Regions from separate parts of the Sus scrofa genome. Here region 1 is linked to region 2. Evidence: chromatin contacts called from public HiChIP or PLAC-seq data. All regions are on one chromosome and are shown on one strand. The core of a region is the stretch at or near the end of the contact, and the rest is flanking DNA. Distances in the headings are between cores, read along the strand shown. Region 1 holds the start of CCDC158 (coiled-coil domain-containing protein 158). Region 2 holds the start of SCARB2 (scavenger receptor class B member 2).

What was found. HiChIP or PLAC-seq counts read pairs in DNA pulled down with a chosen protein or histone mark.
Region 1: an H3K27ac HiChIP or PLAC-seq map of alveolar macrophages shows a contact between it and region 2. The contact joins the promoter of CCDC158 here to the promoter of SCARB2 in region 2. A contact is called at or near these places in 1 of 5 promoter capture datasets (liver) and 1 of 2 datasets of contacts at active chromatin or transcription factors (alveolar macrophages).

Annotation. Positions count from the first base shown.
Region 1 is chr8:72,083,827-72,090,612 of Sscrofa11.1, forward strand. CCDC158 (coiled-coil domain-containing protein 158) reads right to left here and starts at 5,140. Exons shown (of 22, transcript XM_021101466.1): 1 at 4,910-5,140.
Region 2 is chr8:71,908,819-71,915,309 of Sscrofa11.1, forward strand. SCARB2 (scavenger receptor class B member 2) reads right to left here and starts at 1,643. Exons shown (of 12, transcript NM_001244155.1): 1 at 1,207-1,643. The coding sequence starts at 1,323.

The DNA of each region.
Region 1 (6,786 bases), core at 3,890-6,389, 180 kb after region 2:
AAAGTTCAATTCGCAAGTTCTCTTTCATCACTTAAGATCTTGACAACACCTAAAACATACACACACAACAACAACAGCAACAACAAAAAAACTTTAAATTCTTTTTCCTTTGGGCTTATATTGTAAAGCATATTTTTAACTTTAGCCTATGGAATTTATCTAGGCTATGTTTATATAACAGAACATGTTTGATTATATGCTCCGCATTGGTCCAGTGCTAATCTTTTCGGTACAGGTCTCACTGACGTTATCAAGATAACATGGCAAGTAAACTTACAGGTGCCCCCCAGGCAGTATCTACAAACCCAGGCCTGATCTTTCTCCAGAGACAGTCCAAACTGACCTAAATGGATCCCCTGCATGTCTTCTGACCATTGAAACTGCTTTTTACTGCTTGGAGATGCTCTGATCAGGTAACAGCTCTTGTGCTCATGAGGACGCAGGTTCAATCCCTGGCTTTGCTCAATGGGTTAGGGATTCCACGTTGCTGTGGCTGTGGTGTACGTTAGCAGCTGCAGCTCCAAGTGGACCCCCTAGCCTGGGAACTTCCATATGATGTGGGTGTGGCCCTAAAAAGACAAAAGACAAAAAAAAAATCATTATGTAATACCCCTTAAACTAATATAATGTTTTATGTCTATTATGCCTCAACTAAAAAAAAACAAAAACAAAAACAAAAAAAACTTCTATGTGCAGAATTAGGACTAATGAACAGAAAGAAAGGGAGGCGGGTTCTAGCTCAGGATGGAGATGGACATTCTAAAAACCAGAGCACCTTAAATATATACAGAGTGGCCTTCCCTGAGAGGCGCTCAGGCTGAGGGTGGCTGAGCATTTGTTGGGATGACACCTGCTACTGGCTGTTCTCTTAGGCAGAGTGCTGAAAAGATCTGTAAAACTGTCTCCAACCTGGACATTCTATGATTTTGTATGAAGAATATTCAGCAAAAAGATGACCAGAAATACAATGACTCACAGGTGATATCAGTAAAATAGCAAAGGGACAATTCTACTGCTTATATCAAGTTTCACACTCTTCTGTTCAAAAATTTTGGTTGTAGATAAATTTTGGTGAGTATTTGTTCCTGTAACACCTCTGCGTATATGTTTACAGTCACCTTAAGTTCATCTTGTCCCGAATCTGGTCTCTTCACATTTCCACCTAAACTGCTGTCTAGGGTTAAATACAGTGACACACACCCAGTTTCCCAAGTCAGACATTTCATTTCAGTGTCCTCAGCTGTTATTCATCTATTCAAACTCAACATCCTGTTGGAGTCTATCTCTGAATACCTTTTAACTCAGTGGAGGAGACTTCGACTGGTCATAAGTCATAAGGAAGGAATCCTTGAATATGTTGTTTAGTTAATTTTAGTCCTATTGTATTCTTTCATGATTTAATCAACTCTTGCTAGAACTATGATCCTTCTAGTTTCTAACACTCTTCCTTTAAAATCAGAGCCATTTTGGAGTTCCTGTTGTGGCACAGTGGTTACCGAATCCAACTAGGAACCATGAAGTTGTGGGTTCGCTCCCTGGCCTTGCTCAGTGGGTTAAGGATCCAGCGTTGCCGTGAGCTATGGCTCTGGCGTAGGCTGGTGGCTACAGCTCCGATTCAACCCCTAGCCTGGGAACCTCCGTATGCCGCAGGAGCGGCCCTAGAAAAAGGCAAAAAGACCAAAAAAAAAAATCAGAGCCATTTTGCCATACCTTGTTTGGAGATGAAGGTGTGAACTAAGAGCAGATGAAGGTGTGAACTAAGAGGAGCACTCAAAGCCTTTACAGTCTGCCTGACCAACCTCCCAGCCTCCCCACTCCCCTGACTCACACTGGGCCCCAAGCACATCTGGATCTTTCAGGATCCTGCTTTTATTTATGCTCTTCTTTTTCATCCTCTTTACAGCAAAAAATTCTCCAGTTTAGTTTTTAGGGATGTGAAGAAATTCAAAACTATGCAGCAATGTGCATTGATCCAGTCTTTAACAATCAATGTTCTAATATTAAGAGAAAGAAAACTCAGTATATCTCCTACCCAGCTGCTGGAGGTCTGCTCATGGACAGCCACCTGTGTACTGTGCCCAAGGAGATGCTGTGCTTATGACCAGTTCCTTTCCTAAATCATCCCGAGAAGTTGCTGGTGACACTGGCAGGGGGTAGAGCTCACAGGACCTTGAAAAGGCCTTGCTAAGGACTTTGGGGTTTATTCTAATTTCAGGAAAGCTACTGGAGGATTTTAACCAGCTGCTAATCCTCCAGCAGCAGGGTAGGAAATATACTGAGTAAGCAGGAACCAGTTATGGATTGGTGCTGGGGCTGGGAACTAATTACAAATGAGTAAGGGCGATCTTTATGGGGTGAAGAAAACATTCCAAAACTGAATTGTGGTGATGACTGTACAACTCTAAACTACTAAAAATCAGTGGATTTTATACTTAACATTGGTGAATTTTATGGTATGCAAGATTTCCCTTAAAAAAGCAGTTCAAAAAGAGAGTGGATTTTTGTGATGTTTTGTGGGGTAAGAATAGGGGAGTGCAAATTAGCTGCCTAGAACCCAGAAGTCAATCAAATAAACCTGAACACTGGTTTTTATCCTGCACCCCGAAAACTCGGAAGTGTTTTCATTTCCAGTTGACTAGAGGCTGCTTTGAACTTCCCTTCACAAGGAAGTGCTTCTTTTTTTTTTTTTTTTTTTTTTTTGTCTTTTGTTGTTGTTGTTGTTGTTGCTATTTCTTGGGCCGCTCCCGCGGCATATGGAGGTTCCCAGGCTAGGGGTCCAATCGGAGCTGTAGCCACTGGCCCACGCCAGAGCCACAGCAACGCGGGATCCGAGCCACGTCTGCAACCTACACCACAGCTCACGGCAACGCCGGATCGTTAACCCACTGAGCAAGGCCAGGGAGCGAACCCACAACCTCATGGTTCCTAGTTGGATTCGTTAACCACTGCGCCAGGACGGGAACTCCGGAAGTGCTTCTGCATTGCCTCTTTTCCCCTGGATTGAGCCTGGCACTCAGTCCCCAGGTGTCTGCAAATCTGATCTGATATACACACAATGGAGAGCCAACAATCCAAGTACTGGCAGGGTTGTGCTCCCTCCAGAGGATCTAGAAATGAACCCATTCCTTGACTTCCCCAGCTTCGGGTTGCTGCTGGCATTTCTTGACCTGTGGCCCATCACTCCAATCTCTACCTCTGTGGTCCCACTGCATCCACCTCTTCTGTCTGTACTGCACTGCCTCTGCCTCCCTCTTATAAGGACATTTGTGTTCACATTTATTTGTTAATTTTGGGGGTTCTGTTTTTTGTTTTTGCTGTTCAGGTCCGCACCTGTGGTATATAGGAGTTCCCAGGATAGGCGTCGAACCGAAGCTACAGCTGCCGGCCTACGCCACAGCCACAGTGATGTGGGATCGGAGCCACATATGTGACCTACTCCACAGCTCAGATCCTTAACCCAACAAGCGAGGCCAGGGATCAAACCCGCAACCTCATGGATCCTAGATGGGTTCGTTAGCCGCTGAGTCACGAAGGAAACTGTTTATTTTTTAGGGCCACACCTGCAGCATATGGAAGTTCCCAGACTAGGGGTCAAATCAGAGCTGCAGCTGAGGCCTACACCACAGCCACAGCAATGTCAGAGGTGAGCCCCATCTGTGACAGCTTGTGGCTACGCCAGAACCTTAACCCACTGAGGGAGGCCAGGGATCGAACCCACATCCTCACAGATACTAGCCGGCTTAAGCCACTGAACCAAAATGGGACCTACTGTGTTCACATTTAGAACCTACTCAGATAACCTCCCCATTTCAAGAACCTTCACTTGATCAGATAAGCAAAGACCCTTTTCCTTAAGCCATTTACAGGTTCCAGGGATTAGGCATGTGATGTTTTGGGTGGCCCTTATTCTGCCTACCATACCATATGATTTGGGGCCATCTAGTTTGGGAACAGATGGTTCACAGAGGCCCTATTTAATGAACTGTGGGTTATTACAGTGAGTGACCCTAACACACCAGATAGACAACATTGAGTTCTCTTTGTAAAACACAATATAAGAGGCTTTGCACATACCAAATAAATTGTCAATTTCTGCCTTCAATTGAATGGAGCCTAATACTATCTCTATGGCATAAAGCCCATTTTATCCACAACACAAAGATCACTGTATAAGTTTAAAAAGAATAAAAGTGGTACAGAGATGGGAGGACCAGACCTCTCCACCATTCCTCTACCCCACCTTCGGGACTTTACAGAGAAACCGTCCTGCCTCGCTGGTCTCTGGGACGGTGGAAAACTCTGGCCCTTTCTTTCCTGAATCGGCTGCCAGTCCAGTCAAAAACGAAAACAAAAACATAACCCCCCGCCCCCCGAGAAATAGCCAACTCCACTTTTCTTCGACTTTCCCTTGCCCTTAAGTACATCAAGATGCACTGGACAAAAACCTGGAACAGCCTCTATGGGGACTTAAGAGTTTTGTGAAAAAGAATCGACTCGGCTCAGAAACTGTTTCTGATTGATGCTGACAATATGCAGAACCAGACCGCTCACGTAACAGGAAGGGCTCCAGCTGAAAAGGCTCTTGCACAGCATTTAATACAATCTCACTCAGGCTGAGGCTGCCCAAAGGCACACGTTTCTCTTTATCTCCGTGTCTTCCCCATCCCTCCCCCAACTCGCCGGAAGCAGGGTAGGAACAGGAGTTGTTGGTAACGTCGGGACAGGATTGCCTGTTATATTTCTAAACAACAGCCTGTGCATGCCGGCATACAATTTATTGGGCATCTACCATGTGCAAAACACACAGAATAGGTCTGGAAGGTTCCAGAAGTGAAGACGCACTGCTCCGGGTCGGTCGGAGAATGACCCACACCCTCGCCCCGTCCCCGAGTCACGCCTGCCCCAGTACCTGCGACCAACGCCTCATCCTAAGAGACCGGCCCCATCCCCGCGGGGGCGCCGGCGGGCGCGGCGGCCGCACCTGCGTCGACCAGGCGGCGGCGGCGGAGACGGGGGCGGCTCCGACTCGGTGGCGGCAGCGACAGCGCCCGACGCTGCCCCGCCCACGCCCGCTCCTCGGGCCCCGGGTCTCTGGCCGCCGCAGCTCCACGCGAGCTGCGCCAGCAACCGTTGGGCACCTGGGAGAGGCGTGAGGAGGAGGAGGAAGAGAAGGAGGAGGTGGGTGGGGCAGGGCTCCCCGCGGGGGCCGACTCCGCCCCCAGACTCCGTCGCCTGGGCAACGGAGCGCATTCCCCCCCCACCCCAAGTGCCCCGCCTGAGGGGGGCTTTCATCCCGCCCATATCAGATCCTACCAGCCCTACCCCAGAAACGACACCGATTCTGGTCTCCACCAGTACTCTCTGCCACCAAAGGCCTCTTCCTTTTTTCCTCGGCCTCCTAACCGGTCTCCGCGTCCTACTCTTGCCCCCGACCCCAACGCCCCAGGCTATTCTTGAAGTTGTTTCTCAGATGATTTCCCCCCACTCTTAGCGACCCCCACACATTCTATCTCTACCTGCTCTCTAAGAGTCAAGCCCAGTCTTGTGGTTGCCAGTCAGCCTTCCCACGTCCCCCACGATCCGCCTTCTGTCGGTGTCCCCACCTCTACCCTCAAGTCCCCCCTGCTGTTTCACTTAACAGAATACACACGTTGCAGCTCTGTCTTGGCTTCTGTCATTCCTCTACCTGGAATGTTTTCAGGGGTCAGACATGTTCTCATCGGGGTTGCTGACTCTCTTGCCTCCGGAGAGTTGTTTCTTCCGCTGGGCTTCAGTTGCTCTCTGTCATCATCTCCGATGTAGAATTTATCAGATTATGTGGTTACCCAGACCTCTTGGGGGCCGCCCAGATTGGTGCTCAAATGAAAGGAATCCAGAAAGGCCTGAGTGTAATAGATGCGACCAGTCGCGTTAATACAATTAGCAGTCGAGTTCTGCTGACACCTAGGGCAAATAACTATGTGTAAACTGGAAATATTAATAAAACCTACCTTATATAATGTAGTTATGTTTTGATAAAACTAGCATTAAAGACCACTAAAGATTCCCTTTTCCACGCCTATAATTTAAATTATTCCGTTTATTGACTCGGAAGATATAAGACTGCTTATAGAATCAAGTACCTTAACAGAGAATGAACTAAGCATTAAATGGGAAAGTGAATGGTTTTAAGGTTTGTGGCTAGACAGAAAGCAAATTTTAATTATTTTGTATTAAACTTCGATTCTATCAAATGGTGAGTGTGTTCCTATGGCAAGAAAATATTTTAGTTAGCTAATACGTGATTTCCATTGGTGTCTCAATATTTGTAGTGTGGGCCCTGAGAACCAAGAAAGTTCTTTTTTCTTTTCTTTTCGAAGTCTTTAATTAAAATGTTAGTGAAAATACTATGAAGCTATTTAAACCCACATATATGTGTGAAAGTTAGTCTTTTATTATAATTTTATTATAAAATTCTTTGTATTTTGAAGTGTCTTGCAGTTTTACTTTATGGTATTTAAAAAAAAAAATACTGAATTAAATGGAATTTCCATCGTGGCACAGCAGAAACGAATCTAACTAGGAGTCAGAAGGCTATGGGTTTGATCCCTGGCCTTGCTCAGTGGGTTAAGGATCTGGCGTTGCCGTGAACTGTGGTGTAGGTTGCAGACACCGCTCAGATTTGGCGTTGCTGTGACTGTGGCATAGGCCAGTAGCAATAGCTCCAATTAGACCCCTAGCCTGAGAACCTCCATATGCCGTGGGTGCGGCCCTAAAAAGACAGGAAAAAAAAAAAAAAAAAAGCTA
Region 2 (6,491 bases), core at 393-2,892:
CTGGTGCTGCCGTGAGCTGTGGTGTAGGTCGCAGACGTGGCTTGGATCTGGAGTTGCTGTGGCCTAGGTTGGCAGGTACATCTCTGATTAGACCCCTAGCCTGGGAACCTCCATATGCCCAGGGATTGGCCCTAGAAAAAAGCAAAAAGAAAAAAAGAAACCTGTATTAAAGAAATATGCCTGTTGCCACCTAGAATGAAACAATCTTGCTAACTGGGAATGCAGTGATCAAATCCGGAGGTAGCCTGGGCTTTTTTATCCGGCCAGGAGCAAGAGTTAACCAGCAGGAGAAACGAGGCATGAAGTTATGGGTGCTAAGGAGAAAGGCTGCTCCAATCTTTTTCTTTCTTTCCCTTTTGTTTTAGGAAAAAGTGTCTCAGTAACTCTCTTTTTCATCTTTCCACACAGATTGGTGGATGTGGGTGACAGGGCAGAAGAAATGACTCCTGGGGAAGCCATAGGATGGAGAAATCTGAAATGACGAGCTCTCCAGCCCACCTACCTAGGTGGACGGGACTGGCTCAGATTCTGTTATGAATCGAAATGCATCTTTGCCTGAGGTTTACCGCTGTTGAAGAGGAAGAACCATGAGTGAGACAAAGCAACGGAGGATGTTGGTTCTGACCGAACCGGCTAAGTCTGTGGGTGAGCACTGAAATGTCACCCACCCCAGAGGCCTGGCCTGGCTACCCAATGCGAGGCCCAGCCCAGGAAGGCAAGAACACAATAGACCACACACCCGCTTTTCCTCCTCAGCCCCACACCACTTCAGAGGCCTCAGCAAGCAGCCAAAAACCTGTTCCAGCTGTGGTGTCTTTCATTTAGTTTTATTTCTTCATGAAGTCGGAGGGAAACGAGCTTGGGCCCAACAGTGATGGGGCAAAGGGAGGGCCTGGGGTGGGGGTGGGGGAATGCAAATGGTGGAATATAAGGGCTAGCCTTTTAAAAAGTCGAGATCCAGAGTCTTATTATTCTAAAAGGAACACGGTCAGTGCCATTCCTCGCCATCCTTCTTTAACCCTTTCCAGCCCACCCCGAGAAGGCGAGGGCGAAAAAAGGGCTCTGGTCCAGAGGGTTTGCCCGGGCACAGATCCTCCCTGGACAAGGTTCAGCAGTGGGGAGTGGGGTGGAAGTGTGCCCCCAGCACTCAAGCGCCTTCTCTCTCTCTCTCTCTCACACACACACACACACACACACACGCCTCACCTTCTCGATCGCCTGGTCCACGGCCTTCTGGAAGACTCTGGCCACCAGCAGCGTGACGCTGGTCACCAGCAGGAGCAGGGACAGCGTCCCCACCGCGTAGAAGCAGCACCTGCCCATCCTGCGCACCGCTCACCGGCCGGGGGGCGGGTGGCGGGAGGGGAAAGGAGGGAGGAGCACCGCCGCCGCCCCCGCAGCCGCAGTAAGCAGCCGGAAGACCCGGGACCCTCGGGCGGGTGCTCGCCGCTCCCCGCTCCGCGGCTGGACGATCGCGGCCTCGATGCACCCGGCCTGCCGGCGCGGAGTGGAAGGGTCGCTTTGGTTTCGCTTTCCCCCGCCCCGGCAGCGGCGGTGGGGAGGGAGCGCGCAGGGTGGGGACGCTGGCCGGCCCGGCTCGCCGCAGCCCCGGGAGGAGACAGCGGGCAGCTGCGCCGGGAAGCGGGCGGGGCGGGGCGGGGGCTGAGCCCGCAGTCATGTGCCCCGCGGCAGCAGCTGCGATTCGGCCGGATCGACCCCGGCCGGTCCCCGCAGCGCCAGCCGCGCCCCCGCCCCCTCGCCGCAGGCCCCCGCGGTCACCCGGGAAAACCGCGTATCCTCCCGGGCTGTCCCCGCTCCTCGGTCCGGAGCTGCGGGCCTACAAAGGGCCGCGCCGGCAGATTCAGCCTGGATAGGACACTGCCGCTGCTCTAGACGAGCTCACAAGTTAACGGAGACACTGTTACAGCAGCAAAAGCGCAGTGTAACAAGTGCTTTTATGGGGTGCCTGCTGAGATCTGTGCCCGCAAGCATCTCTGCCTGGGTGACCAAGGACCCCACAACAGAACTGGGACTTGGGGGATGGGTAAGGGTTTGTCACGTGAGGGGTGTGTGCGAGGAGGGAGGCAGCATTTGGAGAAGAAACAGCTGTACGACCTTGGGGGTGAGAGAGCAAGATGGTCAGAGAAAAGAAGGAACTTCCTTTGCCCGCAGGCTCAGGTGTGCAGGTTGGGGTGGGAGGTGTGGAGGCCCCCTTGGGGTCAGACTTGGAAGCGCTCCCGTGTCCCGTAGAAGAATTGCGGCTTTATCTTACCGCAGGGAGGGGATCCGCAAGAAGCCTAAGCAGGAGGCCCGGAGGTTCTCACCTGCCTGGTTCACCGATACTACGTCCCAGGCACCGAGACTAAAAGTCCGCGCGCAGCGGGGACTCCATAAACATTAGTTGAGGGAACCCAACTATATGGCAACTATATGGCAACTATATGGCAGTCCTTGGCTAGGCGCCAACACATACCTACTTAATACCCGCAGCAGCCTTGGGGCTGTTGATCCCAGCAGCGTTAGAGAGGAGCAGGGGTGACAGGAGCACCGTTTGAAGGACACGCAGGTGTGGCTTCTGTGCAGGAGCGCGGCAAGGAAGGAAGGAAGGCTGGACAGGACGAAGTACCCAGCGCAGCTCTAAGAAAGTTCAGCAAGGCCTATGGGGGTGGTGTGGGGTGGGGGGGTGTCCTCAAGCCAAAATGGCCTGGTCCAGGAATCCAGCACCCTCCAGGAGCAGCTTCTTAGTCATGACTGGGAGCAGCCCCAGGAAACTGGCCTCTGTCCCAAGCTGGGATGAGCAACAGCAGATAGATTTTAGGGCTCAGCGGCTGTGACAGGGCTCCGGGTCAGGGCTGCTCAGCACTGCAAGGCCTGAAAAGTACATTTTCTTGGTCCCCATGGTAGTAGTATTTCCAGTTTGTACATAAGGAAGCCATGGCTCTGAGAGGTAAGTCATCTAACAAGCTCAACCAGTTGCTGAGTGGTGGATCCTGCTTAGGCCAGAATGCAGGCCTGGTAGCTCCCTCGGTTTTTCTACCCTGTGTGTTGCTGCCTCCCAGCTGCTATCAGTGAGAACCTGGGAACAGTGGGTTCAGCTGGGAGCCTCTGCTGAGGACTAGGTGAGATGCCCTATACCTTCAAAATGGGGGCGAATGGGAGTTCCTGCTGTGTGTGAGTTAAGAATCCAACTGCAGTGGCTTGGGTGGCTGTGGAGGCCCGAGTTCAGTCCCTGGCTGGAGCAGTGGGTTCAAGGATCTGGTATTGCAACTGTGACTCGGATTCAATCCCTGGCTGGGGAACATCCATATGCCACCAGTGAGGCCATTAAAAAAGGGGGTGGGTGGCAGATACGTTGACACTCCTACTATTGACAGGTGGGGTCTATACTGTTTCCCTTGAACTTGCCTTGATTTAGTGATTCCACCATATCCTGGAACTCCTGAAGATAGATCATGAATACCTTGCAGCTTCTGCCTGGGCCTCTGGAAATGATCGCCCTGAGCCAACACTAAGCCCAGCTACCCTGAGGAGGCCTCCATGCTAGAGGGAACAGGGGAGAGAATACAGCGAGATGCTCTGCCAGCCCTCTGCTGTCCCTGGCCATTTGAGTCATGGGCCCCAGACACGCTGGGGCAGGGCAGTCCCTTCCTGGCCCTGCCTGAAATGCAAAATAAAGGATTGTTGTTGTTTTTATGGCCCTAGTTTCTGGCATGTTACTTGGTTTTAGATAACTGGAGCAGACTATGAGGGCAGGCCTGAGCCTGGGACTTTGATAGTGACAACAGCTGCCCATTCCCGACTCTACCCATCTGTAGCTACCTAAGGTCTTTGAGCAGCAGCCCCAGAGAACCAGGCCTGGGTGGGGTCTGAAATGATTCAACTCTGCCAAACCGCGTGACCAGGAGGCCTGGGTGGCCCCCAGTCATTCCTCTTGCACCATCAGCAGCCTTTCCCTACGCCCGATCCTGCCGTGAGGCTGGCCTGTTCCGCCTCCATCTCTGCTTTAGGTTCCAGCTAATGGATGACGGTCCAGGGCCCCAGTTTGCTTGCGGGGCTCTGCTGGTGCAGGAACCCTCACTCGTCCTCTCCCCAGGTATGAGTGGGGTCCTCTGCAGCCCGTGGGTGTCCTCTCCTGCCTTAACTGGAAAGAAGATTTGGGAACTTGCCCAGCTGGAGTATTTGGCACCCAGTGACTCATGCTCATATTGATACCCCCCACCCCCGCCCCCATCTCCAGACAAGACCAGCTTTCCTCTTTGCTGGCCCCAGTCTTGAGGGCAAACTGCATAGCTACCCACTCAGTCCAGCCCTGGGCCACCCATCCCGGGGCACTGCTTCTCCTCATTCTTCATTCAGGTCCCTTCTTGCCTCTTGTCTGGGTCCCTAGGGGAGTAACAGACTGCGGGGATGGGGAGATGGACCCAGATTTGGTAAGCACACCTCGGTGGTGGGGGGGCCTCCGAACCAGGGTTTCCAGCTTAGTGGCTCTCAGTTTACCTTCCCTTTGAGGCTCTCTCATTCGGACAAGAGCCCTCATTTTCGCCTCGTCAGCAGTCTGTGAGCTGTTTCCCCTTTAAAACTCTGATCCAAACTGGACAAAAAGCTCTTTCTCAGTTCCCCTTAGCACAGCTGACCAGACTAGCATTTCAAAAATGGACTAAATACTAAAAGAGAACAAAAAGGACCTAAACTACAGAAAATCTAAACAGCCTTAAAACACACACACACACACACAAAAAAAAACTCATGTACGGAAAATAGCAATCTATAATCCTACAGCAATATCTTTCCTATCATCATGAACTGATGACTTTTTAGCACCTGGCCTGGCTGTCTTCTCAGTTTCACCTTCTTCATCCCATGGCAGCTACTGGGACTTTGCCCAAAGCCCCCCAAATTCTCATACAGGCTCCCAAAGCCCCTTGAGACCGCCTCCTTGTCTCCCACTTCGGATGAGCCTCCGTCTCTAGGCCCAGGGAACAGCTGCTCCATGGCAGGTACCCAGATAATAAGCCCCTCACACTCTGGGGCGGGGGCAGTGGGGGGAAGCTGGTGTAGGAAGGGGTTACTGCTGCCACTGGCTGGATGGGGCAACTTCCCCCACCCATACCCCCTGGCAGGGACACGGTCAGGAATTTTCCCAGGGACTCCACTATACCTAAAATCAGAGGAACGAAACGTGAGAAGAGCACATGCTTTTGTGAATGGATGATGGTTGGTGCCTGCTGCAGGTTACACCATCATCGAGGACTCAGAAAGAGAAAGAACTTCCTTCTTAGAGCCCAAGACAGGCTGCAGGACAGTAGATTCTGACTCAGGGGAAGCAAGAAGGACTCTTTGGGCCTCACCGTAAATGTAAAATATTGATATTATACTCAGAGGTGGTTAATCAGGAGTTCCCATCAGGAGTGGCTCAGTGGAAACAAATCTGACAAGTATCCCTGAGGTTATAGGTTTGATCCCTGGCCTCACTCAGTCAGTTAAGGATCCGGTGTTACCATGAGCTGTGGTGTAAGTCGAAGACGCAGCTCGGATCAGGCATTGCTGTGGCTGTGGTGAAGGCCAGCAACAACAGCTCCTATTAGACCCCTAGCCTGGGAACTTCTATGCCATGGGTGAAGCCCTAAAAAGAGAAAAAAAAAAAAAAAGTGGTTAATCATTTCATCACAGTATATATTTATGGTGCTGATGTGTTTGATGTAAACATTTAAAATACACTGCGGTTTTTACAACCCTGTGTGGGAAATAATCTCTAACCATGACCCTCGGCAACTCTTCCTTTCTTTGCAGGCTTCTGCAGCTCCTCCCATCAAAGGTGGTATTTATTCCCCTCCCCTTAAATCTGGGTGGCCTTGTGCCCGTCTCTGACCATTAGAATGTGGCGGAGCTGATGGGAACATGCAAGGTCCAGGTCCAGGCAGCTCTTTCCTTTACCTTTTTGGGATCCAGCTGCCACATAAGCTCAGATTAGACCGCTGGGTGATGAGAACACCCTGGAGAATGCGAGGCCTTCAGTGGTGTCACCGTGCATCATCTCCCAGATGACCAGAACATGTGCCACATGCAACAGAGATGACTGTCCCTGGAATTGGGAGCAAATGCACAGCTCTGTATTCAGCTACTACATGTAGGGGTGGACTGTTGCACGGTAAGTGTTACCTGGAACATCATGTTTTGTTATTTATTATTTTAGGAGCCTAAAAAAGGATGGCAGGGGCCCTAAGCCTTGCTTACTCTGTGATCAGTCCCATTCCAATAGGTTTCTAAAACTCTTGGCTTTCATACTATTATTTAAAGTTGAATCTAGAAAATTGGAGTTCCCATCATGGCCCAGTGGTTAACGAATCCAACTAGAAACCATGAGGTTGCGGGTTCAATCCCTGGCCTTGCTCAGTGGGTTAAGGGTCCAGCATTGCCATGAGATGTAGGTTGCAGATGCGGCTCAGATCCTGAGTTGCTGTGGCTCTGGTGTAGGCCGGGCGGCTACAGCT